Linked DNA regions of Anas platyrhynchos: region 2 is linked to region 1. Evidence: chromatin contacts called from public Hi-C data. All regions are on one chromosome and are shown on one strand. The core of a region is the stretch at or near the end of the contact, and the rest is flanking DNA. Distances in the headings are between cores, read along the strand shown. Region 1 overlaps IFT140 (intraflagellar transport 140). Region 2 overlaps TBC1D24 (TBC1 domain family member 24).

What was found. A called contact is a pair of places that touch in the nucleus more often than the background predicts.
Region 2: a contact with region 1 is called in a Hi-C map of skeletal muscle, with 3 times the contacts expected there. The contact joins two enhancer-like sites. A contact is called at or near these places in 2 of 8 Hi-C or Micro-C datasets (skeletal muscle and subcutaneous adipose tissue).

Annotation. Positions count from the first base shown.
Region 1 is chr15:6,854,202-6,861,082 of IASCAAS_PekinDuck_T2T, reverse strand. It overlaps IFT140 (intraflagellar transport 140), which reads right to left. Exons shown (of 29, transcript XM_038186737.2): 12 at 6,361-6,488; 13 at 4,812-4,929; 14 at 4,237-4,364; 15 at 1,217-1,364; 16 at 858-989. Among named protein-coding and RNA genes, the nearest start is that of IFT140, 20 kb to the right of the region's middle. Within about 2 kb of position 2,767, at least 1 of the 8 cell types and tissues checked has an H3K27ac peak or open chromatin away from gene starts, as enhancers often do.
Region 2 is chr15:7,019,816-7,026,696 of IASCAAS_PekinDuck_T2T, reverse strand. TBC1D24 (TBC1 domain family member 24) reads left to right here. Exons shown (of 9, transcript XM_027468969.3): 9 at 951-3,992. The coding sequence ends at 1,105. Among named protein-coding and RNA genes, the nearest start is that of ATP6V0C, 10 kb to the right of the region's middle. Within about 2 kb of position 3,871, at least 3 of the 8 cell types and tissues checked have an H3K27ac peak or open chromatin away from gene starts, as enhancers often do.

The DNA.
Region 1 (6,881 bases), core at 1,518-4,017:
TTTAAAAAATGTAGATAAATTCTCCTTGTTTAACACTTCTCCTAAATGATATAAAATTAGATTTACATGATTACATTGTTCTGTTATTCAGAGGACTAGAAGTCTCATTAAGTTCCTAAAGATTTCACAAAAACAAATGCCTCAGTACAATAAACAGATTGTTAGGTCTCCCCCACCTACAGGTAGGCTGCAGTACAAATCTTCATCTTAACAGGCACTAAGAAACCCATGTCAGACCGTAAGCAGAAAACCAATCTGCAGGTAATAGGCTTTATTTTCTCTAGTACAGATAGTATTATTTAAGATACAATCAATTTTGAATTCATAGTCAAGTTTCTAAGAAGTTAGAGCATGCACTCCTAGTATTTGTAGCAAGTAGGCATTCAGTGACAGGGCAAGATGAGTTCTCCCTCTGGTGTTCTGTGGGGATTAAGCTCAGTTTCAAAAGGAAGCAGGCTGCTTCTGCTGAAGCTAGTAGGAAGTGTCCCCTCTTACGGCATACATAAGTCTGACACATGCCTCAACTATAAAAGGAATGGTGACTACATAGAGATTTTTTTTTTTTCTTTTTTTTTTTCCTCTTCAAAAACAGGTCTTTAGTTGCACTCCCTGGTAACTATTCCTGCACCTGTACATCACACCCAATTTGCAATACTCAGGAAGAGCCAATCCACTGTAACTTCCACAATGCTGTCAAATACATCCACATTAGAATTAACTTCATGTCACTGCTACATTTTATGCAGCAACTGCCATTGGATTTATTTAACCCAGACTCAGTTTGGTTACACTTGAACCCTAAGCAATGACAAGTTTGAAGTTATGGGAAGGGAAAGAATTGTGAAAGATTTCCTCACCTTTTTTGCAAAGTAATAATGTGGCACCTCAATACCCAGAAGAACTTGGTACAATGAAGGCAATGGGAAGCTGTCTTGAAGCAAAAGGCCATGTTCTTCACTACTGAAGAATGACATAATCCAGACATCCATCTGGAAAAGGAAGTAAAGAATTGTTTTTCTGGTGCACTATCTTTCTTTCATTTTGATTTTCTTTTCCATATTCATTTGGTAGAACCTTCTCTTGAAAGTAACGTCACACATTCACACACATGGTAACATATACAACTACTTCTACAGGTTAACAAATTACCAATCATTTACTACTCAGATAGGAAGAATAACATGTACAGTGAGGAAAATAATCAAAAAGACCCTACCGTGCTCTCAGTCTGGTTTTTGTTCTGGTTTGGGGATTGTAGGCCTGGTTCAAGAATTGCTTCACATACAAAAAGTCTTGGTTCACTGTTGTCCCAGAAATGGCGAACAGGGATGTGACTCTGCAAGTCTGGATACTCCACAACAGACCTACCAAAACCAACAAGAAATACAGAAATGGAGACAGAATAATTCCAGTCCATTCAGTGTATAAGCTTCAGATGAGGACTAACCAAGGGATAACCTTCAAATGATTATCAGTTATCTTGACTGCTAGCTCTGTGTTGCAACATTAACTATATGCATCTTCCCAACTTCCAAGGAGTCTGTATACACTAATGCCATGTTCAGTTTATTCAGCATAAGTCTACTATGACTATAGGACATAAATCATTTCAGGAAAAAAGCTGATACTGTCACAAATGCAAACAGGCACTCAAAATATGCTTTCACTGAGATCACATGTCCTACAGCAGCATTTGAACACACTTTAACTACTTAAACTTTAACTACTGCTACTACCAACTACTGTAGCATTGAGACTACCTCAGCTCTATTTTCTTGCAGGTTTTTACGATCTGCCCCAAGGTGGTTGTTGATACCCAGCCAGTTAAAGACAGCTTGAGTACACTGCTACGCATTTGGTTAAGCAGTAAAGTTTCTAGTCCATGTGCTTCATATTCAAATACAGCTAAGTAGTAGTGGCGGTGGTGGTCTAAGAGATTACAACTAGCAAACTGATGAAAATGATGGGGGGGAAAAATAGTTTATATTCTCAGGCAACAGATCTCTCTGAACTGGGAGTTCAAAGAGAGCTAGATACAGTGATCTATGTTTTCAACGCTCAACTTCCCAATGCTGAGGGAAACTGAAGTTGCAATTGAACATGACCTGCAGCTGAGGACCTCAGTCTTTAGATATGCCACTGTTCATTCCCTTTTCTCAGCACTGCACTTGAAATTAATATTGTGTTCTTAAAAGAATTCAGAGACATTACAAAATAGCGGAATAAGCACAAGGACAACGCCAGCAACTTTATGAAAGCTGCCCTCTGCAGTTCAAGAAATATCTTACTGCCTCCTTCAGGCATTTAAATATTACTTAGGGCAGGCCATGTGAAGAATGTAGACATACAGAATCTGACTATTTTAGCAATAGCTTAGGATTAGTCTGAAAAACGTTTATAAACAGGTGTCAAATCTTAAAGACTTTTTTTTCTTTGCTGTCAACTCTGAAGGGTGGAATTTGGGGTGTGTTTGAAGGGGATGGAGTAGAGATGGAAGGCAAATTAAGAATCATTAGGAAGTATACATATGTAGTGTCCTTCCCATGACATTTAAATCAAAATAAATTGCTCTCGAATTGAAAAACAGTATGATTTGGGAGTGTTTAGATTCTGCCTCAGGAGGACAGAGAAGGGAAAGACGTTTACCTGATTATTCTTTGATGAGTTTACTCATTTTAATTTCAAGATTCTCTAAAATGAAGCACAGATAAACAGACTCATGCTGACACTTACCCTAGCCTTTAAGCATCACTCAAATAGTAATACTAGTTTGTAGTGGCCTCTGTTGGGCTACACAGGATACTACACTCGAAAACAACTTTCTCATTACTCTTATTACATTGTTTGCTTGACCAAGATGTAAGACCCCAAATTTGCACTGTCCATAGTTACTAAGGAGCTGGGTATTTTTCTGTTTTGCAATGCTGAAAATAACAACTTTATATTTTTTCCCCCTGTAATATCTACACAGCTGTTGAAAAAATGAAATCACCTCCTCTTCTAAGGTTGTTATTTCTTAAGAAAAATACAGTAGGGAAAATTTTTGTAAAACCAGATAAATTCATACTAATATCCCACTGTACTTCCACGAGAAATCCTAGTTCACTGCATTTTTCTGCCTTGCTACTAGGATTACTAATACATTGTGGTGGTTTCACACAGGTAGGTAGCTCAACCCCACCAAACCACTCTCACTCCTCCTCCTCAAAAGGAGGAGGAAAAGAATAGGATGAAAAAAGTTCATGGGTTGAGATAAAGACAGGGAGATTGCTCAACAATTACTGTCATGGGCAAAACAGACCCAGCGTAAGGGAGATTAATATAATTTATTGTCTACTGATAATAGACTAGAGCAGTGAGAGCTAAAAGCAAACTAAAAACACTTCTCCCGCATACAGCCTCTTCCACCTTCTCCCCATGAGTGGAACAGGTAAAGAGGCAACAGGGGCTGCAGTCAGACAAGAACACTTCACCATCCGTCACTCCTTCATGGTCGCTCTTCCACAACTTCCCCTGCTACCAAAAACTTGCCACGTAAACCTAATACTTGTATTCACCGCAGAGCAGCTTATATAAAATGAAAACTGTGGGTTCTAAAAAGATGTTTCATGGAAGTTTTTATCCATATAAAACATTCTGTCTTGAAATTTAAATATATACATTTTTATATTTTATTATTTTTCTTTTTACCTCAGGAGGAACTCCAGAATGTCTTTTTTTTTTACAGTTCCTATCCCATAAGCTTGTCATGGAAGAGAAAGTCTCCAATATTTAACAAAATTATTCTAAGACCAGGACCCTGATTCCAGTCATATACCTCCACACATATTCCCCAGAGACCTCTTGAGCCAGATACGGCTTCCACACAGTTATCTCACTGCATTATTCTTTGCTGAATACCTCCATGAACCCTTTCTTCAGCATTTATAATTTCCTTTGGTAAAGAAGTTCCTTAGCATAGTTTCTGAAGAACCGCCACCACCTCCTGATTATTTTAAGCTTGCTTTCCATACTTTCATTTAACACTCCCTAGTTCACATATTGGAAGAGAAAGAGATGCAGTATTGGTTAGTACACAATATATCAGTTTTAGTTGAATCTTTAGAAAAAAAAAATAATTGGTATAAATTCCTACACAGACAGAGGAATACCAATAGCAAGATGTTGCTCATTTTCATATGACAGATTCCTATCTTAAAGCCTCGGGTAATATTTTTCAAAATAAAAGCTTCTTACCTGTCAATACGTTGTCCAGAAGAAAGCTTCTCTCTACCATTCCCCTGTTCATCCTTGAAATTAAAGACTGTAACTTTGTCCACTTCAACATCATAGAAACAGATCTTGGAATCAATGCTCCCATTTGCCTGAGAATGGGAAAAAAGTTGCTGAAGGACACAGGTAAAAAGCAAAAAGTTCAGACGGTATGCTCATCTAATTCAATTCATGCTCTTAACAGTTTCAAGTACTTGCAATCTCAAAAGAACAGTCAAAAGAAGTATCATAACATTTCTTGCTGTTTCTCTATTCTAGCGAGTTTGCCTTTGATTTCTTTGAAATGCTATAAAACAGTTTTTCAACTGAGCTACTAAAAAACTGGGCTGTTCGCCTCACCAAATATACAAAACCTTAACAGAGCTTAATTTTAGTGTTTGTTACATGCAACCTTTCAAGACCAACAATATCGTTTATAGAAAATACAGGTTTGTTTCTGTGAAGTTAAAGTGTCGTCAGTAATCATCTTGAACTGTACCAGTCTATTAACTGATCTGATGGTCAGGCCCTAGGGTGGTATGTGAAGAGTTTCACCTCACCTTGCTAACGAGGATGCTGACTTTGTTGCCGTTAGCATTGCACTTGACAGATGCAATGCTTCCAAGGCCAGGAAACAGCTCAGAGAAGTTCTTGCTATTGCAGTGCACTTTTGCCTCTCTGTGGAAAGGAATAAGTTTAAGTTGTATGGTAGCAATAAAGCAACAGTAGTTATCAGCCAAAATATTTTCAAATTACAGGTAAGAAAAAAGACCTCAAAAAAATTTTATTTCTTCCTTACAAGACTTTTGACCCAAACTCTAGCTTCCTCTCCTGTTGTGACCTGCCTTTCTTTCAGAAATTAATGAAACACTCATTCCTCAATGAATCACCAAGAATAATCTTCAGTGCTCCAACAGGACTCCAAAGAGAGGGCTATAAACCAAAAACATCCTACCAGAATTTTAATTCAGAGGACTGCTTTTTCCTATGTAAGTTGAACAGTACTGTAATGCTGAAAATAGCTCATCACAGAAGTTCTGTGAATGGGAAAGATGAACTCTGGAAAAAGAGTAATGTCACTGGGGAACAGGGATGGCATTTATACCATACCAGTGACTTTCCATCTGCACACAATTTACAAAGGACTATCATTTCAGAAGAATCTCACCAGTGCTATAGATACAACCCCAGCAATTATTCAGCAAAGAGGACAAATGTCATGAATCTAAAGAATGTGACAGAAAAAAGCGACATTAATTTAGACCCATAATAGGTTCCCATGTAGGAAAATCTTTGATTCTGTAAAAATAACATTCTCGGATTACATGCTTGGACCCATCGTTTGTTCTGTCAGCTCTGTTAACTTTAAAATTTAGGTGTGATATATTGTCATAATTTAAAAAGGGGTATTATCATTACTAGCCATGAAAATTTAACAAAGCACGGAGGAGTTCAGCTAGCTGCTTTCACTATCAATCATCACAACCAATCCAATACTTGTGCTAACAACAACCTGCCCAAATACATTACCTTCAAATTGTGTTCTGTGGTATGTAGACAACCTCAGTTTAGCAGTCCTCTGGTCACAGTATGTAAGAGAATTTGTTTTACTCTTAATGTTTTTCAAAGTCATATTTGTCATTAACAAGTACATTTTTGATTTGGACGTTTTGTCATCTTTTACGTGCCATAGCAGTTTGTTAGAAGGGCACCACAGTGTAACCAGAACAAATGTAAGTAAATCTCTCACTTTTTCCTTTATTTCAACTTTTCTGAGATAAAGATCATCTTCAATTTATTAGAAGAAGCATGTAACATCCTTGTCTAGATCTTCCTTAAGTTCTCCACCTACATTCCAATACATACAAACAAACCTAACAATACCCTAAGTCACTGTTACAGTACTCAGCCCGTGATTTGTCTAACAATTCTCTGTCTCTTCACTTACTTCAGGAATATGCCATCAGTTCATGCAGGCTACACTGTATTGTCTTGAGATTCAAAGAGGTAATCACTTTTCAGTACATCAAAACCAGCTAAAGATTTCACCCCTCCCCACAGAAAATGTCCTCAAGTATGAGCAGATTGTTTTTAAAGGCTAATTAATACCTGCGAGAGAGATCAAAGATTTTGAAGTGAGCCAAATCAGTTCCCACAGCCAAGAAGTTTCCACAGACATCCAAGAGGCACGGATTTCCCTCTGCTTCAGAGAACACCAAAAGCTGCTTAACTGTTCCCTAAGAAGAAAGGTGTAACACTAGGTTTGTACATTCAGAGTTTAATATTTTCTTACTAAGCTAATTGCTAAACTTCTATGTTAGATGAATCACTATCAACAAAATGAGAGAAAATGCACTTGGCACACACACCCCTCACAAAACTCACAAAAGATCTCCAAAACCACAATCTGCTTCAGGTAGAAAACTGGATATATAGCCTCCAAAAAAGCTAAAACTTATAGAAATACTTGTGCAAAAATGGCCTCTTTGATAATACAACTTTTTTCAACTAAGAGGGATGCATGAATACAGCTCCCTGAAGGTCCACTAATATACATCTGGAAAAACATTGTATCAGTCCTCATTCTGATAAAACCTCCCTTTCTTAAATAAAATTATGTATCATAGAAC
Region 2 (6,881 bases), core at 2,622-5,121, 160 kb before region 1:
TGTCACCTAAGGGAGTTTACAAGCAACAGGTACAGCTGTAGTTTTTCTTTTCCCAAAGAGCTTCACTTGGCACTTGTTGAGAGAGCGACTAGTCCAGTGATTTCATCTGTACCATCAAATGTCTGCCAATTTCCCACTTAGCAACACGTGCTGTAATCGACCACAAGTTGGGCTGCTTAAGTATCAGCTAGGCTAGTGGGAACTTAAGTAATTTGTAACTGAATTGGAAATCACTTATATTGACGTATCACAGATAATTGAGAGATCTTTACTGTTCACTATAGGTAGTAATAAGAGAAATACAAGCTTGGGCAGTAGATACATAAAAATGAACAACTCCAGGTGTAGGCAAGGCTTTCAACCCTTTTGATTCTTCAGATGGTTTCTGTAATGATTCTTATATAGTTGCCCTATAAGCAGTAGGGAAATCCTTCTTTTTGTTTTCCTAACACATTTGTTTAAATCTGTTTCACTTTACTGCATCTCTGACTATAAGCTCTGTGAATATTGACATAGATCCATGGATAATCGAAATCCTGTTCACTTTGATGTGTTTTCTCTTGATTAAGAATACCAAGCCAATGCCTATGGATCTTGTTCTCCTCCCAGCTTTGTTTTTGATTGCTAAATTTCTGCAGTTTTTCTTCACTGAGAGAAAATATGCAGTTGATAGCTTTCACGATTCTCCAGCAACGAAAAACAAGCCTTAAAGGCAGGCAGTTGAGTCAGTATTCTTGTTCTTACTGAATTGCATGAATTTAAAAAAAAAAAAAAAAAACTATTCTGATATTGTCATTCAAAAGCTATGCATTTAATCATAGCTGTTATACCTGAAAATAGCAAGTAAATCCCATTTAAAGCTTCCAATACTTAAGTTTTTTTCTTGTATAGCAGTTTCACATCCTAAGAAATGCAAAGACAGCTTTAAATTCGTCCTTGTCTCTTTGCAGGAGGTGGTGATGGCCAGGCTCTTTATCTGGATGCAGACCTGAACCATGGAAGAACCAGCCACTGCAATACTTTCAATAATCAGCCATTGTGTTCTGAAAGCTTCCAGATCTCTGTCTTGGAGGTGTGGGGCTTCAGGGACACCATGAATGGCTGACATGACTATCATTATTCAGACAGTTTTTCAGTTGTCTTAGGATTTCCAGGGCAAATTCTAATGCAGGAACCTCGTTAGAACATAATTACCTGTGGGCACAGTGTTCCTTAATAATTACTAAGCAGTGCACTTGAATGCAGGGCTTAGTTGTTTACTTTTATTTAAGGCAGGTTAAAGTGAAGTGATGTTCCTGATTAACTCCTTAGCTCATTACCTCTCGATACCAGATCTGGCTGGATTCAGGCGTTGATATTAGGTAAAAGTGAAAATGGAATGATTTCAAACCGTCCTAAATGTATACAAGTCAATATCGCAGGACAATTTTGCTGTTCAATGCAATTCCTCAGAGACACTGAGCTGCCTGAGGTGTACTGTAGAGCTGTGTGCCACTGGGAAAAGTGTCTGGCTTGAGCCAGTAATATCAAATGTCCTTTCACAGGAATATTGGAGACCTCAGATTTGACAAAAGGTATACAAAAAAAAGTTCATAAAGGTGTGACAAAAGTTCATAAAATCATTGCCCTGCTGTAAACAGACATTGTGCAGACAAATCATGAGCTATTATCAGTACCATTTCATGAGAAAGTTATGAAAGTCCTTAATTCTCAAAAGAACTGTGATTACTAGTTACCTTCCTCCTTGTACCTGAGCCCTTGATACATTCCAGCTGCATCTGTTTGAGGAGGCTGCCTCTGAAGAAGGCACCCAGACAGGACAATCATATCTCAGAGGCTGGATTCTTGTTTACACTTCTATTCCATATCAGTATAATAATTTCAGTCTGACTTGTGTTTAAGGCAGCTGAAAGCCTGAGATTATGTGCAGTGCTTAGATACTTCCATTTCTTTGTCTTTTGTGAAAGCTGAAATGAAGCTTTAAATCTGAGAATAATTGTGCTGATATCACTAAATGTTTGGGGAATTAAACATTGGCGTGCAGAAGGTTACTGCACTCTCCTGATGTTAAATGGAGGAATGTGGGAGGGGAATCTTCTATGTAACACTGTTCTGGGAGTGAACGAGTTTCCCAGGCGAACTCTAGGTGCCACTGTTTTGCCATATCATGAGTCTTCCCTGTGATGAGATTCTGAACAAGGTAATGTTCTTCTGCCATCTGTGCTTGGGTCAAGGGTGGTTGATGCAAAGAAGTTTTTGCTTATTCCTGAGAATTCAAGTGTGCAGTTCTGTTCTGCAAGCACACCTCACACTCTGTGATATCTGGAGGCAGCTGCTGACTGTCTTTATCTAACACTGCCTGTATGTACTGCAGAGCCTCTCCCACATGAAGCACAAGTACATAAATACCAGTGGATAGTCCAGAGCGTGCCACAGGGTGTTCTCAAAACTTCCACGAGAGATTCACTAGTAAGGTGATTTACTACTGTGGGTGAAATGAAGGGAAAAGAGAAGTGAGTTTCTTTTTCAGCTGTTCAATCTATTGGAGTGGGGAAAATGTTCTTACTACTTAATCTTGAAGTTCATTAAAGGGAAAAACTTAAAAGTTGTAGTGGTAAAATCTCAGCTGGGCTCATCAGAATCATGTTAATACTCAGAGGCCACAGGTCAGTCAGGGTGATGATGTTGGCTTGCTTATCATGTCAGCAATGAAATATGTGTCTTGGTAGATTGTTGCCACTTGTGAAGTCAATGAACAAAATTAGCAAAAATGTGAATTTCTTCTTATGGTGCCATTTTGAATTTTTTCAAAATAACCCCTTGAAATACTATATTGCATATACAAATTTACAACATCTCTTGCACTGAGTATATCTGCTATTAGATTATTTCATACTGCTTGAGAGTAAGCATGGGTCCTCTTTCCCACTTAGCACTCAGTGAGTTGTGCCCAGCCATTCATTCACGTGCTGCTTGCTCTTTTCTGGGTTTACTGTAAGCTTGGTTGAACTGGAAGGGTTGATGTAATCAGTAATACTTAGAGGTATTGATGGGAAGGGGCTTGAACTTCTGGCTTCTTACAAACATAAGCATTGACTGATGCTGCCTTATTACTTCTTTTTCAAAGCTGGCAGTATCATGTTGCACTCAGTAATATCCCACAAACTTCCTCTGACAAAATAAAACACTTGGAAAATGTACCACGTTTGGTAGGATTTCTTGAGTGTAGGTGGGATTTCTTAGCTTTGTCCATATCAACTCCCTTTTCAGCCCGCCTGTGAAGTGCCCTTGCATGAAAATAATAGCATTAATTTTCAACTTGTCAAGTTTTTGGAAATTCCCTGGAGCTGTGTTTTGGCAGGATTTGTGTGACTTCAGTATTACACCCCAAATGAGTAGCTTTTATGTGCAAAATCTCTCCTGCAGCTGGTGGTGGTGATGTGACTTTTCTCCCTCTGTTCTTGCTGGATGCAACCATGTCAGTAAAACCCGAGTGCTGTACCATGTCTTAAGTGAAGCACTGTTCCTTTCCCTGCCCTGTTCTTAGCGCACTGATGTTTGGGTGTTTGAAATCAGAAATTACTCGTAGTGGGTCAGAAATTTGTCATAGCATATTAGTGTGAGAATTCAGGGACTGATGCTAAAAGTCAGTGAGATTCAGACATCTGAGTCTCGAGTCCTTGTCAAAAGTCAGTCAGTTCTAGGACTCCCTTGTATCAAATGAGAACAGCTAATTCGGTACCAAGTGATCCTCCTCCTGCTGCCTGGTGATACTCTTATCAATCTTAAACCATTGCTGCAACGTGTGCTTCTTTAGTCCTTGTAGCCATCTCCTCTTACAGACATCCCGGAACACTGCTGCATTGTTCTGAATTTGAATAACCTAAATAAACAAGAGGCTGCAATAATCTAGCAAGAGGAATTATACAAAGCTGTGTCATCTTCACACATTCCTTTGGTCCAGTAAAAATGAATGTTTCTTTTCAAGTGCAGATCCTCGTGTGTGGTTTTCATTCTTTGCGATACATCTCAGAGGAATAGCCCTGGGACTCGACTTACCAGTAGCAAAGAGGTTTGCTTTTTCTGTATAGTTAATGGTTGTTGCTGACCAAGTGTGTATCAAAGCCAGGTAATTAAGCCAACAGTTTGTATGTTACATGCAAAACTCTGGAGTTGGACTGCAAATAAACTGCTCTTGAAGAAAATGGGACCAGTGGGCACCTTATCACAAGGTTAAAGCTATCTGAAGGTCCCCCAGCTGCAGAGTGTTTTGGTCACGTTCCAACTGACTGTTGGAGTGCCCTCCCTCGTGTTTGCAGTCCTGTTGGCAGCCAAGCACCCGTGGCACTGGATAAACTGTTCAGGGTGAAGCTGGAGAGCTGCAGGCTGAGCATCAGCTTCCACAGTTCTGCAAGAGCAGTTTGCTTTCCCTAGAAGCTGTTTTTGCTTTGTAGTATTCTGCTGAAGGCAGAGAAGACAAGAAACCCCTGACATTAGAAACTTGCATTTGTTTGTAAGTGGCATTGAAGCTGTTGCCAGGCCACAGGAACTGTTTCCAGCTGCTAGGCAGACTGGGCAGCCTTCCTCATGAGACCTTGAAGCTGCGGTTCCTACATTTTGATGCACTTTTCTGATGAATTGCGTTAAGGGGAGAGGAAAGGGGAAACCTTCCCTGTCATTGTCCCGAGTGCTGTATGGAGCTCCTCATAGCTGAGATGAATGTGTGTTACTTGTGTGATGTTTTTGCTTCAGGTGAGCGGGTGTGCTGCTGAACTGCTTTCTGACCCAAGTGCTGGAATTGCTGCCCTGCGTTGATGCTGGTTTTGTTACTGTGAAGAATCCTGCATTGTATTAAAAGGTGTTTGTGGAAGCTACTGGCTCTGTTCTTCAGCAAAGCTGTCTGTGGATTTTTGCTTGTAGACCTCAGAGCAAGCGATATGGTAAAACTGAGAAATAAACCTCTGAGCGTGTGTTCTCTCGTGTGAACTCTTCACAATGATGAAGCCTGGCGCAGTGAACATGCAGTTTGTGACTGGCTTTGGAGCTTTCACAATGCTTCCAGCAGGATCAGGTGCCAGACTGACTGGGGAAAAACAGGTTGGCAAATTGTGGAATGAGCAGCCTTCCCTTGGCTGAGGCTGAAGAGTGTTGTGTCCCAGCCCAGCTCATGTTTAAAATGAAGTTTAGAGGAGTATTCTGTTCCCCAGCAGTTGACTCAGGCCAACCAGTAACTCACAGAAACTCGAGGAGAGTTATAAAGCAGGTATGTTTATTGCAGTGCTGGGCGCAAGGGGGATTGCTCCTCCTGGCTTGCACACCAAGGTTTACTACCAGGGTGCTTATACTGATGGGATATATATGTATTCATTTCATATATACATATTCATTTTGCTTCCCCCTGAGTCTCTTGCATATTCGTTAGGTGCCAGAAGAACCAGTAACATAGGTAGAGTCCTCGGGTTGTCATCCCAGGTACTCTGGTGGTCTTTTGATGAAGGCCAGACGGCCTCGCTGCTAAACTTCTGACTTCTTTCCTCTCATTTTTGACTTTTCCTCTCATTTCTGACTTCTTTCCTCTCATTTACAGACTGCAGCAATCCAAGCCAGTTTTTGCTGGTTCTATCACCTGTGTACATGAAGTCTTCCCTTGTCTTTTAGGGTCGTCCTGTTGATATTCCCTACCTCAGTCCTGTCCTTATGGTTTCACAATATACATCTGTGTTGGCTAAATCTGCAAAATCAGCGTTGGGTGACTTCTCTGGATCTGCTGTAGTTCTACAGTTAACCCCTCAGCATCTGTTTCTCACTCCACCAGCAGCACTGCTCCATCCTTTGCATGTGAACAGTGTCATTGCCTCAGCTACCATCCCGCAGCATCCAGGTCAGCCGTGCTCTCTCCAGAGGCTGCACCTTCCTGCTGACAGCACAGAGCTGACTTAGCAGCCAGCAGGCAGCTGGATCAGGGAATTGATTGTTTAAAACCGGTATTTTTCTCTTGATGGCTTGGTTTGAACCTGGATCTCTTCCCTCCTGGTATCCCTGATAACAGAGCAGTTGCTTTTTGACGTGGTTGAAGAAGTGCTGCTAGTTAGCAGTGCTGATTGGAACAAATTTTCCTGTTGCTCTATGCCAGGTCTTCAGCAGTGCCTTAATCGTTACGGCTTGGGGGAACTCCAGCGACTTATTGGTAGAGTTGGAGGATATCAAGGTATTTTATGAGCAAAGTGTCTCTGCAGACTCCCTGCAGGGGAAAAAAGCTGTTTGAGCTTCAAGTGAAATTCCCCTAAAAGATGGGTTTTAAGTGAAATCACTTGTCAGGTAGGAGTTTTTTTATTTAAAAAAAAAAAAAGAGAGAGAGAGAGAACATGGGGGCCTCCTCTGCTACTGTATGTGGGTGTTTCAAAGAGGAAAGCTGTGCTCTGGGGGGATGCAATGTGGCAAGGAGGGATTGCTGAGCTTGCAGAAACAATTTGGGTTGCTCACTCCAGCTCTCCGTGCTTTGTTGCAAAGAAAGTCTGTGGCCACTAGAGGTTCCCCTGCGACTCACCATGTAGGAAACGCTGCTTCCTTCTCCCTGCCTTACACACGACTAAATTTACAGGCCCGAAGTCACAGAATTTAGTAAATGGAGATTACCAGTCTTTTTTTTTTTTTTTTTTTTTAAATATGCAGGAGCAGGGCAAATGGGTGTGAGGCAGGCATTCTCTGGATAACCATGATTTCCAAAAGTGAGCTTAGCATTAAATACCACAATTCACAACTTTTACAACTCCATTATAGACCTTAAGCTTAACACCAGAAGTGCTCAGTAGAAGGAAAGTGTAACTGAGGGAACTTGAAGCTGAGCAATGTGGGCTCGTGGTTTAAGCTTTGCAGCTGCT